2 separate regions of the Mus musculus genome follow, and region 1 is linked to region 2. The links are chromatin contacts, called in public promoter capture Hi-C maps. All regions are on one chromosome and are shown on one strand. Each heading gives the region's core, a stretch centred on a gene start, on an enhancer-like site or on the middle of the called end of the contact. The rest is flanking DNA. Distances are from core to core; before and after follow the strand shown.

Evidence for each region. Promoter capture Hi-C pulls out the DNA fragments that hold promoters and counts their contacts.
Region 1: a contact with region 2 is called in a promoter capture Hi-C map of epiblast stem cells, with 16 times the contacts expected there. The contact joins the enhancer-like site here to the promoter of Kbtbd8os in region 2. A contact is called at or near these places in 15 of 39 promoter capture datasets (the C10 cell line, the HPC-7 cell line, cranial neural crest and 10 more), 3 of 484 Hi-C or Micro-C datasets (brain, nephron progenitors and pancreatic cancer cells), 12 of 115 datasets of contacts at active chromatin or transcription factors (the 230-238 cell line, bone marrow-derived dendritic cells, embryonic forebrain and 6 more) and 1 of 9 other capture datasets (adipose tissue).

What each region holds. Positions count from the first base shown.
Region 1 is chr6:97,043,923-97,050,133 of GRCm38.p6, forward strand. The region is part of intron 1 of Tafa4 (TAFA chemokine like family member 4); the gene reads right to left. Among named protein-coding and RNA genes, the nearest start is that of Tafa4, 13 kb to the right of the region's middle. Within about 2 kb of position 4,734, at least 16 of the 459 cell types and tissues checked have an H3K27ac peak or open chromatin away from gene starts, as enhancers often do. A contact at or near this core is called in the 230-238 cell line, epiblast stem cells and stem cell-derived epiblast-like cells, where this site is marked.
Region 2 is chr6:95,114,910-95,121,053 of GRCm38.p6, forward strand. It overlaps Kbtbd8os (kelch repeat and BTB (POZ) domain containing 8, opposite strand), which reads right to left and starts at 2,722. Exons shown (of 2, transcript NR_153843.1): 1 at 2,683-2,722. Kbtbd8 (kelch repeat and BTB (POZ) domain containing 8) reads left to right here and starts at 2,971. Exons shown (of 4, transcript NM_001008785.5): 1 at 2,971-3,065; 2 at 3,614-3,824. The coding sequence starts at 3,050.

The DNA of each region.
Region 1 (6,211 bases), core at 3,484-5,983, 1.9 Mb after region 2:
TGTTACTCCACAGAGCCATCCCATGCTCTTTATCCCTCCTCTGAGAAGCTGTTCTTAAGAGTCGCTATGATTCACCCCTGCTCGACATCGGACATTATATCAAGTATATAATGCCTAAAGTGTACATCTAGACTCTGAGGATGTGGGACAAGCTCTGGTTCAATGGCAACGAGACCGCGTGCTCTCTTCTGGCTTCCTCTGGTATTGCATGCATGTGGTACAGAAACGTGCAGGAAAAAAAAATCGCTCCTACACGTAAAATAAAAATAAACAAATCTATAAAGCAATTTAAGAAAATCATGTTTAAGTCTCCAGGTATGATGGAAGATCAGTGTTGTTTCCACACAATTGGTGGAGTTCTTTTCTCCGTATGAAACACTCTTCATCCTAACTCCATAAGGGTCAATTCTCCCTCCCTTGGCAGAAGGAAACTTACAGGATACAAAATCCACACTAGAACTAAGAATCATATTCAGCCTTCTACCTTGTACAAAACAAGCACTTGAGGAACATATGAGGAAAGAAAAAAATACATGTAAGAGCATTTCTATTCTCTTTTAATAAATATTGAATCAACAGAAATATGCTGAATTTACCCGCTCATCGCTTCCGAGTATGACAATTTCTCTCTGCAATAGCAATAACTGTTTTTGACAGACAAGATCAAAATCTCCAAGGGCAAATGTGTACTTTAGGAAATAGAGTAAACACCTTGAGTTCCTTCCCGTGGAATGCTGGCGAAGAAACGGGGCGAGGATTCCTCCACTTAATGTTAATCATTTATGAAATACTGTGGCTCACAGCTGGGCAATTGGAGTCATTTCAGGCAGTAAATATACATTTCCTGTCAAAACACATCAAACGGAGAAGGCTTCAATTTATTTGAGAATGAGTTGTAACTAAGTTCCAGATTGGCAATTTGGAGAAATCTCTGATGGTGGTTAATACCCTTGACGGTTCTCCTTTCTTCCGTTTTATTTTTATTTTAAGACTTTTTTTTTTTTCAGTGCCAGGGATCAAACCCAGTCCTTGTGCATGCTGGGCGAGTGATCTACGCTGACCTACATCCCCAGACCCACTTTTCTTCACTTCTTGCCTCCCCAGAAATGGCTCCAGCCTCACTCTTGTGTCGAGCCTCCCCTCCAATTTCAAACCCTTCCCAGACCTCTGGGTTTTACAGAACTCCAGTCAGGTGTACATAATCCTCAAAGAGAACCCTGTGTTGTCTGCATAGGTAAGGGGCTTTCCCCACTGATCAATCAATCATCCTGCTGAATCCCTTCAGCCCAGTGACAGTAAACAATGATCTAAGAAATACAGGCATCTGCACAAATGGCTTCTTACAAAAATTAAGTCCCATTACCAGAGATTTACGGCATGGCTCTGGCAGCCTCAAAAGACTAAGGTTGGCCACCCACCCAGTATAGCAATTAAATAAATAGTCATGGTGAAAAACGGAGGCAGGATATTTATTTAGTCAGCATAGCCACACACTGGAAGCATTCGAATAAAATAAAGGCATCTAGTGGCCTCAACCTTTCTTTGGGTACCACGTGAAGTTTAGGTTTAAACGGCATAGCAGGGCAGGAGGGATGCACGTACCTCAAGAAACATCTCTGAAGATGTAGCAGAAAGTTTGTAAGAGCCAGAGGTTGGGAAGACTGCTATGGATCAGTGTGCTCTGGATGCAATAGGGCTATCGCACTGCACCAGTGAACTCACAGCTGCTGAGGCTGCCCGAGTAAAATCAAGGCGTCTACATCCCAGCCCTTCAACACCCTTCTCAGGAAGTTAAGGACTCCTTAGCACTGATGTATGACTTCAGCCCAGCACTGGGGCTTCAGGCACACTCTGCCACATGGGTGCCAGGGATCCAATGACTCACTAGGCAGTCTCCTCAGCCCCGGATGCATAATTGCAAAGGATATGCCGCACTCCGGGATTATAAAACTCGATTTAAAATCCAGTTTCTTGCAGACTTCCTTTAGTCACACCTTTCACATTACAAATCAATGTATGTTACTTTCAGACCTAAATTGTGCCGAGGCGGGTATGATGGTGAGTGCCTGCGATCCCAGCACTGGGAAGGTAGAGCGGGAAGATCAGTAGTTCAAAGCCATTCTAGACTACATAGGGAGTTCAAGGCCAGCCTATGCTACTCTTCAAGCTGCTTGAGCCAGTTAAGGGGGAGGGGGAAGGAAGGGGCTACTACTTGTTATCTACCAAGCATTCTTTTTCCCCAAGGGCAAGTACACCGAACCCAAAGAGCTGTCTGAGTTGCTTAAGGTTAATGGCAGTATTTACATAGCTATCAATTCACTTTCACGAAGAACTGCCCCTTAGGACAGTATAGCAATTGACAAGGCCCCCTGGCAAAGCAGAGCAGACCAACATCTCCGACCAGGAGGGGCAGCACCTGAGGAACCCTAATGACACCATTTCGTTTGCATTCCTGGGTTTATCTCCCCATCCACAGCTTAAAAGTCCTTAGACCTCCTGCTCAGCAAACCAGATGGTACTTCCCATCTCTCCATCATATTTAGAAATAATTCTAAAAAACATTGATACCAGTAGACTACAATGGCTGTGCCTTATAGGACAGTGCATCCCCCTTCTACCTGCACTATCTGATAGGTAGCCCCCACATACACAGCCGATGAAAGCTAAGTTAGTTAAACTGAAAGGAAGGTTAAGATGTAGGCCCTAGTTGGGTCTCGGAAACCCAGAACAAATGGCTACCTGAGGGGCCTATTAACATACCAAAAAGAATTCTGGCCAGCTTTCCCAGGATCCCTCAGCACCTGTGGCTCCTCCCAGCCCTTCTCATCCCGCCCCCTACTCCAAGGGTCTGGGCTCCGCTTTCCTTCCCCCAGTCTTATTCCTGTATAACTCAGCCATTTTGACTACACAGTCTCTTGACCAGGCAGCCTAATGGTCAGTGGCTTCTTTCTTGCTCTCCCTTCCCCCTCTCTCCATTCATGATCTGATTTAGTCTGCCTTCTGGCCATGTTCACCTGGACTCTTCCCCTCTGCCTGCTTTCTCCCTTATATCTACAGTAAAAAATCTTCTCTGTACTTTAGGAGACATCAGGTCTCCTCCTTTTCTTTCTTTTCTTTTCTTTTTTTTTTTTTTTTTTTTTTTTTTACCTAGTTCTAACTCATAATAGACACATTTACAGAGCCCATGAGGGAATATGGCTTAATAGCAAGCATTGAGGATTTGGGGTTTGTGCATGTTTATGCGTGACTATGTACATGCATTTGTGCTGGCAGGCATATGTGTGCATGTGGACTGAAGAAGACAACCTCAAGTGCCCTTCCTCAGGCATATTGTATCCTTCCTTCCTTTCTGCCTTCTTGCCTTCATTTCCTTTCTTCTTCCTTCCTTCCTCCCTTCTTTGTTTTTGTTGTTAGACAAGCTCCCTCACTGGTCTGGAACTCAGCACTCTAGGCCAGCTGGACAGTGATTTCTGGGGCCCACCAGTCTCTGCCCAGCAGTAGGGGTTTTAGTATAGTCTCGTCAAGTTCTATTGGAACATTCAAGAATATGTAAGATTGGGAGCTAGAGATGACTCAGTTGCTTAAGTGCCTACAGAGCAAGCATGAGTTTGGTTTCCTTGGCATCCACCTAAAAACTCCAGGTGTGGTCAGGAACACCTGCAACCCTGCAGGGCAGAGACAGGCGTATCCCTATAGCACACTGGACAGTCATTCTGGCTCATCAGTGAGCTTCAGGCTCTGTGAGAGACTCTATGTGGACAGATAAGGAAAAGAACAATAGTAGAAGCTTCCTAGCACTGACCTATCAGCTCCATATACAATCAAACACACATGTGTTCACACACACACACACACACACACACATACACAGAGAGAGAGAGAGAGACTGTATAAGATTGTAGTGGACAGATTTAACCTTTGATGCCCAGAGCCTGACCTCTCCTGGGGTTTACATAACTTAATTCTGCGAGAAGATACAATGGAAAGGCTTTGCGCATCCTCTTATTTCCCAGGTCCATCCACTCTAAAGCATATCCTATCAGGAGGTAATTCCACTTCTGCCCCCAGAAAACTCCCAACATGAGTAGAAAGGGACCTGAAAGCGTGAGAGGCCTTCCTTGCATAAGTGCCACATCCCAGCTAATGCTGTGCACGAACTTGCTCACAAATGGTCTCCTGGCGTCCTCCTCCCTCAGATTGAAAACATGGAGGAAAGTCTCAGTGTGTACTGGAAAAAGAGCGGGTGAATAAAATGTACCTGCACAGTAGAATACTAAGTGGCTGTTAAAAGTACTGAGGCAGCTCCAAGTATATCTCGGTGTAAACAGATCTCAAAAACAGCAAATGAAATGCTTGTGAAGCCAAATATCTGCTGTGATGCCATTTAAATGAAAAAGCTCACCTACAGGGTTATATTTAGGGAGCACGGTTAATTTAAATACTGAGCAGGAGCATTTGGTACACTTCAACGTTAAACTATAATGATGAGTGTGTTTCCTAATTCTTATGATTTATTGACACTGACAAATCCGCTTCACGTGGTCAGAGAGGCCACCCATGCCTGTCCATCCTTCCTCCCAAAGCTCAGTGTCACTTGAAATCACATCTCCCCATTCAAAAGGAGAGAAGTTAAACTCCCCAGGGGGTGCGGGTGGAGAGAGTGAAAGGCAATGGTTTCATTGTCTCTCAGGCACCTTTTACTTCCACTTTCCTGTGACCGGTGGGACTCCCACAGAGTCACTGTTGTCCAGCCTTGTGGCAGGTGGCTTCACTGCTACCATGATGTCACTTGAACAGCTGTGGCTGTGTGAACCAGCTGCACCCAACCATGGTTCCTTACAGTGCCTATCTGCTTTTAAGGAATGGTGTTTTTCTAAAAGAAGGAGAAGGGGGAGGAAGAAAAAGGAGGAGAAAGAAAGAGAGGAAGGAAGGGCTGGAGAGAGAGAGAGAGAGAGAGAGAGAGAGAGAGAGAGAGAGAGAGAGGAAGAGAGAGAGAGGGAGGGAGGGAGGAAGAGAGAGAAAGAGGGAGGGAGGGAGGGAGAGAGAGAAAGAGGGAGGGAGGGAGGGAGGGAGAGAGAGAGAGAGGGAGGGAGGGAGAGAGAAAGAAAGGAAAAAAGGAAGGAAGGAAGGAAGGAAGGAAGGAAGGAAGAAAGAAAGAAAGAAAGAAAGAAAGAAAGAAAGAAAGAAAGAAAGAAAGAAAGAAGAAAAAGGAAGGGAAGGGAAGGGAAGGGAAGGGAAGGGAAGGAAAGGAAAGGAAAGGAAAGGAAAGGAAAGGAAAGGAAAGGAAAGGAAAGGAAAGGAAAGGAAGGTGTTTTGAAGCTTCTATTTCTAGCCTCCATGTAAGCTATGTTCAGTTCTGTCCTCTCTGCCACTGAACTTGGAGCCAGGAGCTTCATCTGCTGACTGACCAGGTCTGAGTCCGAGAAGGTGACATAGTCCCAAAGGGCAGACAGACAGGGGGAAGCACACACAAGTGACAGTGGGACAGAGATGGCCAAAGGGAAACCTAACTTGCCAAGGGGGACAACCATGACTGATGGGTCCTAAGGAAATGTTAGCGCTGGCCTAGTCACACAGAATACAAGTATGAGAGAGGACCAGGGTTCCATACACCAGCTATGGAACAAAGAATCAGAACCAGCTGTGTGGAATAAGGAGATTAGATGCCTACCCTGGCCAAGGAGTTTGACAGTTGCAAGTTCTAACCTTTTTGCCAACACACACATGTTTCTGTAACTCAGACTCCCTCTAAAAAAGAGAGAGAGGAAAGAAAGAATTCACCAATCCCCATTTTATTTAATGAGTAAGTATAGCTGCATGTGTTGGCACATGCAGATAATCCCAGCACTTGGAAGGTCCAGGAAGGAAGACAGGAGTTCAAGGTCATCCTCAAGTACATAGCAAATTCAAAACTACCTTGAGCTGTATGAGACCCAGTCCAGGAGATATAGATATAGATATAGATATAGATATAGATATAGATATAGATATAGATATGGATATGGATATGGATATGGATATGGATATGGATATGGATATGCAAGCATTTTCCATTTCTTTTCTTATTCAGGGGAGGCTCACATTTGCAAACTTACAAGTTTTTTAAACAATGTGAGCCAAAGTAAAACCCCACTCAAAGCTTCTCACTTCAGCAGACACAGGAGGTAATTGACTCCTTCAAGTGACAGGAGAAAGCAACAAAACCATGCAG
Region 2 (6,144 bases), core at 1,472-3,971:
AATCTGATTTGGGGCTAGAACAAAGAAATAGGCTTCAGGCAAGAATATGACTTTGGACTAGGACAGGGAAGTAGGCTCAGATATCTTGGTCATCCTGATGAGCCCCTAGAAACAGTGATCAGGGGACTTTGTTTATTGTCTTGCTTGTTCCTTACCTAGAACTGACCTTATTTCTTATATGTAATTAAAAAAAAGATTTATTTATTTATTTATTATATGCAAGTTCACTGTAGTTGTCTTTAGGTACACCAGAAGAGGGCATCAGTTCTCATTACAGATGGTTGTGAGCCACCATGTGGTTGGTGGGATTTGAACTCAGGACCTCCAGAAGAACAGTCAGTGCTCTTAATCACTGAGCCATCTCTCCAGCCCCTGTATATAATCAAAATGGTATAAAAGTAGATTGGGAAAAAAATAAACCCACCTCAGCCTCAGAACTGACTGAAGTCATGTTACAGAGTTGTCTAATTGTCTTTTTTCTTTTTAATCCTCACTCCAGCCCTGGAGAACCTGTTGACTGACTGAGCAGGCTTAGTCAAAGATCCTTCTGCTTATCCCTTTTGTTTAAAATGTGCATCATAATGATAACAAATCTTCTCTAGACAATGCCACCTGACCAGTTGTGGAGTCTATTTATAGGATATTCATGCAAATGGCAAGCTTACAAATTTTTATTTCTTACATTTAGATTTAGTTTCTGTACTTTGTAGTCTGCCCCATTCCCAAATTGACAAATCTTTGACCATTAAAGGATAAGGAAGCTTTCGTTTGCTTAATTTAGCAACAAAGACAATTACATTATTTAATTAGTACAGAATTAAATAGAAAATTGAGTTTTAAAAGCAAGAATGAAAGAAAATTAGCCAAGAGTCTCTTAAAGAGCTTTAACAGCATTGAAAAAGTTGTTGATTAAATTTGAACTTCAGTTAAACAACCAATAGGACTTTCTCCCAAAATGCATGCTTTCTGTTTTAATTGCTAAATTTATACTGATAATGCCATTTTTCTTAATGCCCTCAATATTGTGAGCAGAATGTTTTTACTAAATTATTGAATACATGAAAAATGCAAATCCAAAGTTAGAAGTAACAAACATGAAGTCAAATTTATCATGTAAAGACTATGCTGATAAGCAAGCCTTTAATGTTTCATTAGCAAGGACTGTGAGTGAGGCTCTTAAGCCCCGATCCCCAGGAAGCACCACATCTTATTAATTTGCCTAGTGGCACAGCACTTGGAACTTTGTTTAAATTTCTAACGTACCTAGGGAATAGAACTACTTTAAATCATTCCCACTCTATCAGTCACAGGTAAAATTTCAAGACCCCTTTAACAAGGTCACCTGGAGTTGGTGATGAGGCTCCCTGGGAGCTGGTAGTGTGCATGCATGGTGCCTGTGGTTCAATTTACAGCAATATACTAAATACATAAATAAAAAATAATAAAATATTCAACTGCTTGACCTAATGCTAGGAAAGTTACTACTGTGAACTAAGTCTCTACTGAAGCTTCCTTCCCATTCACTGATAAAGGGGTATCTGCAAGTATTTGTTCACTTCGCTTTCCATTCATCTTTTAAGTTTCTACAACTTGTCAGAGCATCCTGTTAGATGCCAGAAACAGGATGAGGAAATCAGAATAGATAACAAGGTGGCTGGGGAGATGGCTCCGTGATTAAAGTGCTTGCCATGCCGAGAGAGAGAGAGAGAGAGAGAGAGAGAGAGAGAGAGAGAGAGAGAGAGAGAGAGAGAGTTAATATCTCTGGGTTTCGATTGAGAGACCATGCTTCACTGTATAAGGTAGAAAAGCAGCGTTGTAGGATTTCTGACACCAATCTCCGGCCTCCACGTGCACCTGCACCGCCCCCCAACATGTACATCCACTCGTGCAAACAAAACAAAACAAAACAAAACACCAAACCACAGATACAAATGCACACACACAGAGACTCAGACAGACAGACAGACAGACAGACACACACACACACACACACACACAATAGGAGAAGAAAAAAAAATAGGTCAACAATAAAACCCCTGCTTTCTTGCAAAAAACTATGAAGTAGACTGAATGCCGAGTGCTCGCTGTTATAAGAGAGGTTCAAGGGCTGGAAGAGCTTGTGCAAGAGCCAGGGTTGAGCACGGTCCAGAGGAGCGCCAGGCTCAGCCTCTCTCCAGCATCTCTTCACAGGAAAGCCGGAGGCCCTCTTCACGTTCAAGAAGCCCAGGGGAAATCAATTATCCGAGTCTCCCTTGAGTACTCGAGCGCTCTTCGGTGTGACAGGTGTTTCCTGGTGTGCTAGAAATGCAAGCCAAGTGGATTCAGGTCCTGAGTGGCCATGTAACCAGACCCAGTTGATCTGTGAAAAGCGGGGCATGTGGCTAAGGGGATGCAATTTCAAGTGGGCGTTACAGGTGACTCATCAGAGACCTATCGATGGTGTGTGTGTGTGTGTTGGGGGGGGGGGGGTTGTCTTATATCCTTTGTATTTTTGGATAACAGCCCTCCTGACCATTTCCAACTTTTCGGAGTTTCATAGCCCTCGTGCAGAGCGCGTTTTCATACCAGAATCTAGTCACGGATAGGGAATTTGGGGTATGAAGACAATTATTTTTAAAGTGGAGTCGAGACTAGGAGAGAGGCCCTTGCCGGGGAAATTTGCTCAATAAGAGCTTTTCCTACCTCACTCCTCAGAGTGACAGTTCGCCTCAGCCAGATGACTACATTTCCCAGCGGGCGCTGTGCATCTCAAGGCACAGGCTGGCGGGCTCGGGGCGCTCCTCCGCCCAGCTAGCCAATAGAAATGCTCGGCTTGGGCCTCTGTCCGACTAGGAGCACGCGGGAACGGGGGCCTTAAAACTACATTTCCCGACGCGCTGGTAATCGCGCACTGACCAATCAGAGCCAGGTATTTTGAGGCTCGGGGAGGAGCCGACTCGGTCAGCCACCCTCATTGGCTAGGCAACGCTTAGCAGAGCCGGAACCCGGGAGCGAGCGAAACGCAATGACATTTCCTCTTTAAATAACCGGAGCCGGGGCCCCTGTAGTAATGGCCGCGTCGGCAGGTGGGTGGCGTGGTGCGGCCGCCCGCAGTGTCGGAGGAGGGAAGCAGGAGCGCGGGCGCCGGCCACAACCTGAAGCGGCGGCCTTAAGGCGGGAGGGAAGGATGGAGAGACGGCGGGCGCGGAGGCGAGGATGAATGGGGAGGAGGGCGGTGGGCGGCGCGCCCGCGAAGATGGGGCGTCTGGGTACCGGCCGCCCGCGAGGCGGTTGAGGGGTGCCCTGGCAGTCGCCCTCGATCGCGCTGCCCTCGGGAGCCTTCCGTCCCGCGCTCGACCCGGAGCCGAGTCCCCGCGCATCGCCGCCGCTGCCGGCTCGGCTGGCTCGCCTCACACGCTCCCTCCGCGAGCGCGGCGGTCCGGGCTCGCCGGGCTCCGGAGGAGCGCGCCGGCCTGGGAACTTGTTCGCCCTTGTTGAGCTCTCGGCTCCTAGAGCCTGTGTCGGCGCTCCTGTGCCCACACACGGACGTTTGTGTACGGGGTGGGGGGGAAAAAAACCCACGATGCCGTAAACTGGCTTCGAACTTCTTGTGGTTGTGCGATTTTTCTCCTAGATTTAAGTAAGTCTTCCCCAACACCGAATGGGATTCCATCTTCAGACACAGCCAACGATACCATGGATCCTTTCCATGCTTGCAGTATTCTTAAGCAACTCAAAACAATGTACGATGAAGGACAGTTGACAGACATTGTAGTGGAAGTGGATCACGGGAAAACATTTTCCTGTCATAGAAACGTTCTTGCTGCAATCAGCCCCTACTTCAGGTATGACGACGGTAGAAACTTATATATTACTATCCGTACAAGACTCCCTTTCAACCCAGTGTTAGCCACTTGATTGTGGTACTGAGTTGGGACAAATACATAAAGGCAAACCAGGTGTTTATTTTCTGAGAGTAGGTAACAGGTCTTGCTTGTCTTACTAATGAGCCCCTGTTTTGAGGTGGGATTCCAGAGTTTAGATAGTTGGATTTTAAGTTAGTGGACTTGTGAGGTATTCATACTATGTATGCTGCCAGCCACATTTGAAAAAAATTATAATGCTTTAAAATTAAAATCAGTGGCGACACTAAAACATGTCACGTGCACAGACAACTAAGTGTGGCTGGTGGCTGCTGTACTGGGCAACGGGGATATACAGTGTTTCAATCAATCATTGAAATGATCTAGAATTTTAAATATTTCTGATGTTTCCCCACCCCCCACCCCCGGTTTTTAGTACATAGGACTTTTTTTTTTTTTTTTTTTTTTTGAGTTTAAAACATAGGAACTTGCTCCTTTATAAATAAACTAGGATTTTAAGATTGTTTTAATGCCATGGAGTTTTGTGAAGAGTAGTGAAATAAAATACAGGTTATTTATGTCTTACTTTCCAAGATTCCCAGAAATAGTTCATGCTTTCTAAACTCTCTTTTTGTCCCTTTTGCCATAAAATGTTGAAAAGTGAAAGTTTTATTTGAACTCAAGTCTGAAAACTAAGTTTTTAGTCTAAGAACAGATGATTGGAATCGGTTTTGTTTCAGGTACTTCCTTCTAAAAGCCCTTCAGCATACAGAAGTGGTTCGTGAATGATAGGAAGACTATCTTGTCAGCCACACTCTTGCTCTATCTTTTGAGGTGCTTATAAGGTGCTTATCCATCCCACTGTAATGTTGCATTCATTAGTTTCTGGTCCCTCTTTCTCAGAATGCTGGGTCAAATACAGTTACATCAGTTTTGATATTGAAAATCGTTTAGACTTGCCTGGGGTAGGTCATTGAACCAAGTATTAATTATTACAGGATAGAAAGCTGGAAAGAAAAAAGATGAAATGTCCAGAACACAGGTTGGCTTGGCATTAGAAGCCACTGCTGCTTGTCATGTGTGTATTTGAATATATGGCACGCTTGTTCCTTACCAAACTCTGAGTGAAGCTTACTTGATATGTATTGTCTTCAATAATCCTAATAATCTTGTGCTTATACAGTTATGCCCATATGTGTATGAAAAGATCCAGATGAGTGATATCTAAGTCATTCAAATGGCAGAACTAGATTTTATTCTAAAATTAGACTTCTTATTGTGTGACACTTAACAAAATGGATCAAGTGGGTCTCCATTCAAGTTTCTGTTTTTTTTTTTAATGAAACAAAACTATATTCCCTTTGAATAGTAAAAGTAAATAAATAAATACATTGAATGGATATGGGAGTGCATGCTTTTAATCCCAGCATGTGGGGAGCCAGAAGCAGGGGAATCTCTGAGTTTGAGGCCAGCCTAGTCCACATAGTTTCAGGACAATCAGTGCTGTATGAAAAGCCCTTGTCTCAGCATAGTAACAACAAAAGTTTCTTTAGAATGAAACCTTAAGGAAAGGTAATGATGTTTACAAGTAAGTCCTACTTAAAGCTCCAAGTATTCTATCTGTGTTGGGGAAAGAAGATTCAAAAATATACTCACTTAAAACAAGAACAAAAACCAAACTGTCTTAAAAGTGTATGCCTAGGCTACTCAGAATTTACTGTTGTTGAGGATGCCCCCGCACTTCAGCCTTCCACTAAGTGCGATCATACACCACTGCACCCATCTAAGAAGCTCAGTCTTAAGGTTGGACATTGGGGAATTTAAAAATAATTTCCAAAGAATCAGTGATGTGTTAAATGTTAAACTCTTTAGAAAAAAAAGCATATTAACCCTGCCATAACTTTTTGTGTAGATATAAATAGGTAAAGTACAGGAACTTAACTGAGAAAATGAGGTATATCTATTAAGGAAGGGTTTTCAAAGTGCCCAAGAGTAAGCAGTCTTTTAGAAGGTGTAGGTGAAAAGTGTAGCCCTTTGAAGAATGCCGTGCTCTTTCTGAGGGGAAATCTACTTTGTCCACACAATACAGCTTTCCTTGGGCCGTCACAGATTTTATTAGACTGACTTACTGTGCTTAGGACTCATTTTGCTATCTTAATGGTATCTTGAACTTTTTCTGAGACATGATAATATAAGGTCCATTATCCATAAGGCAATTTGACTAGAAGCTTGGATGGGTGCTACAAGGACAGTCAGATCGGAAATATGTCACAATTTCTCCTTCCAGAGCTAGCATATAAGA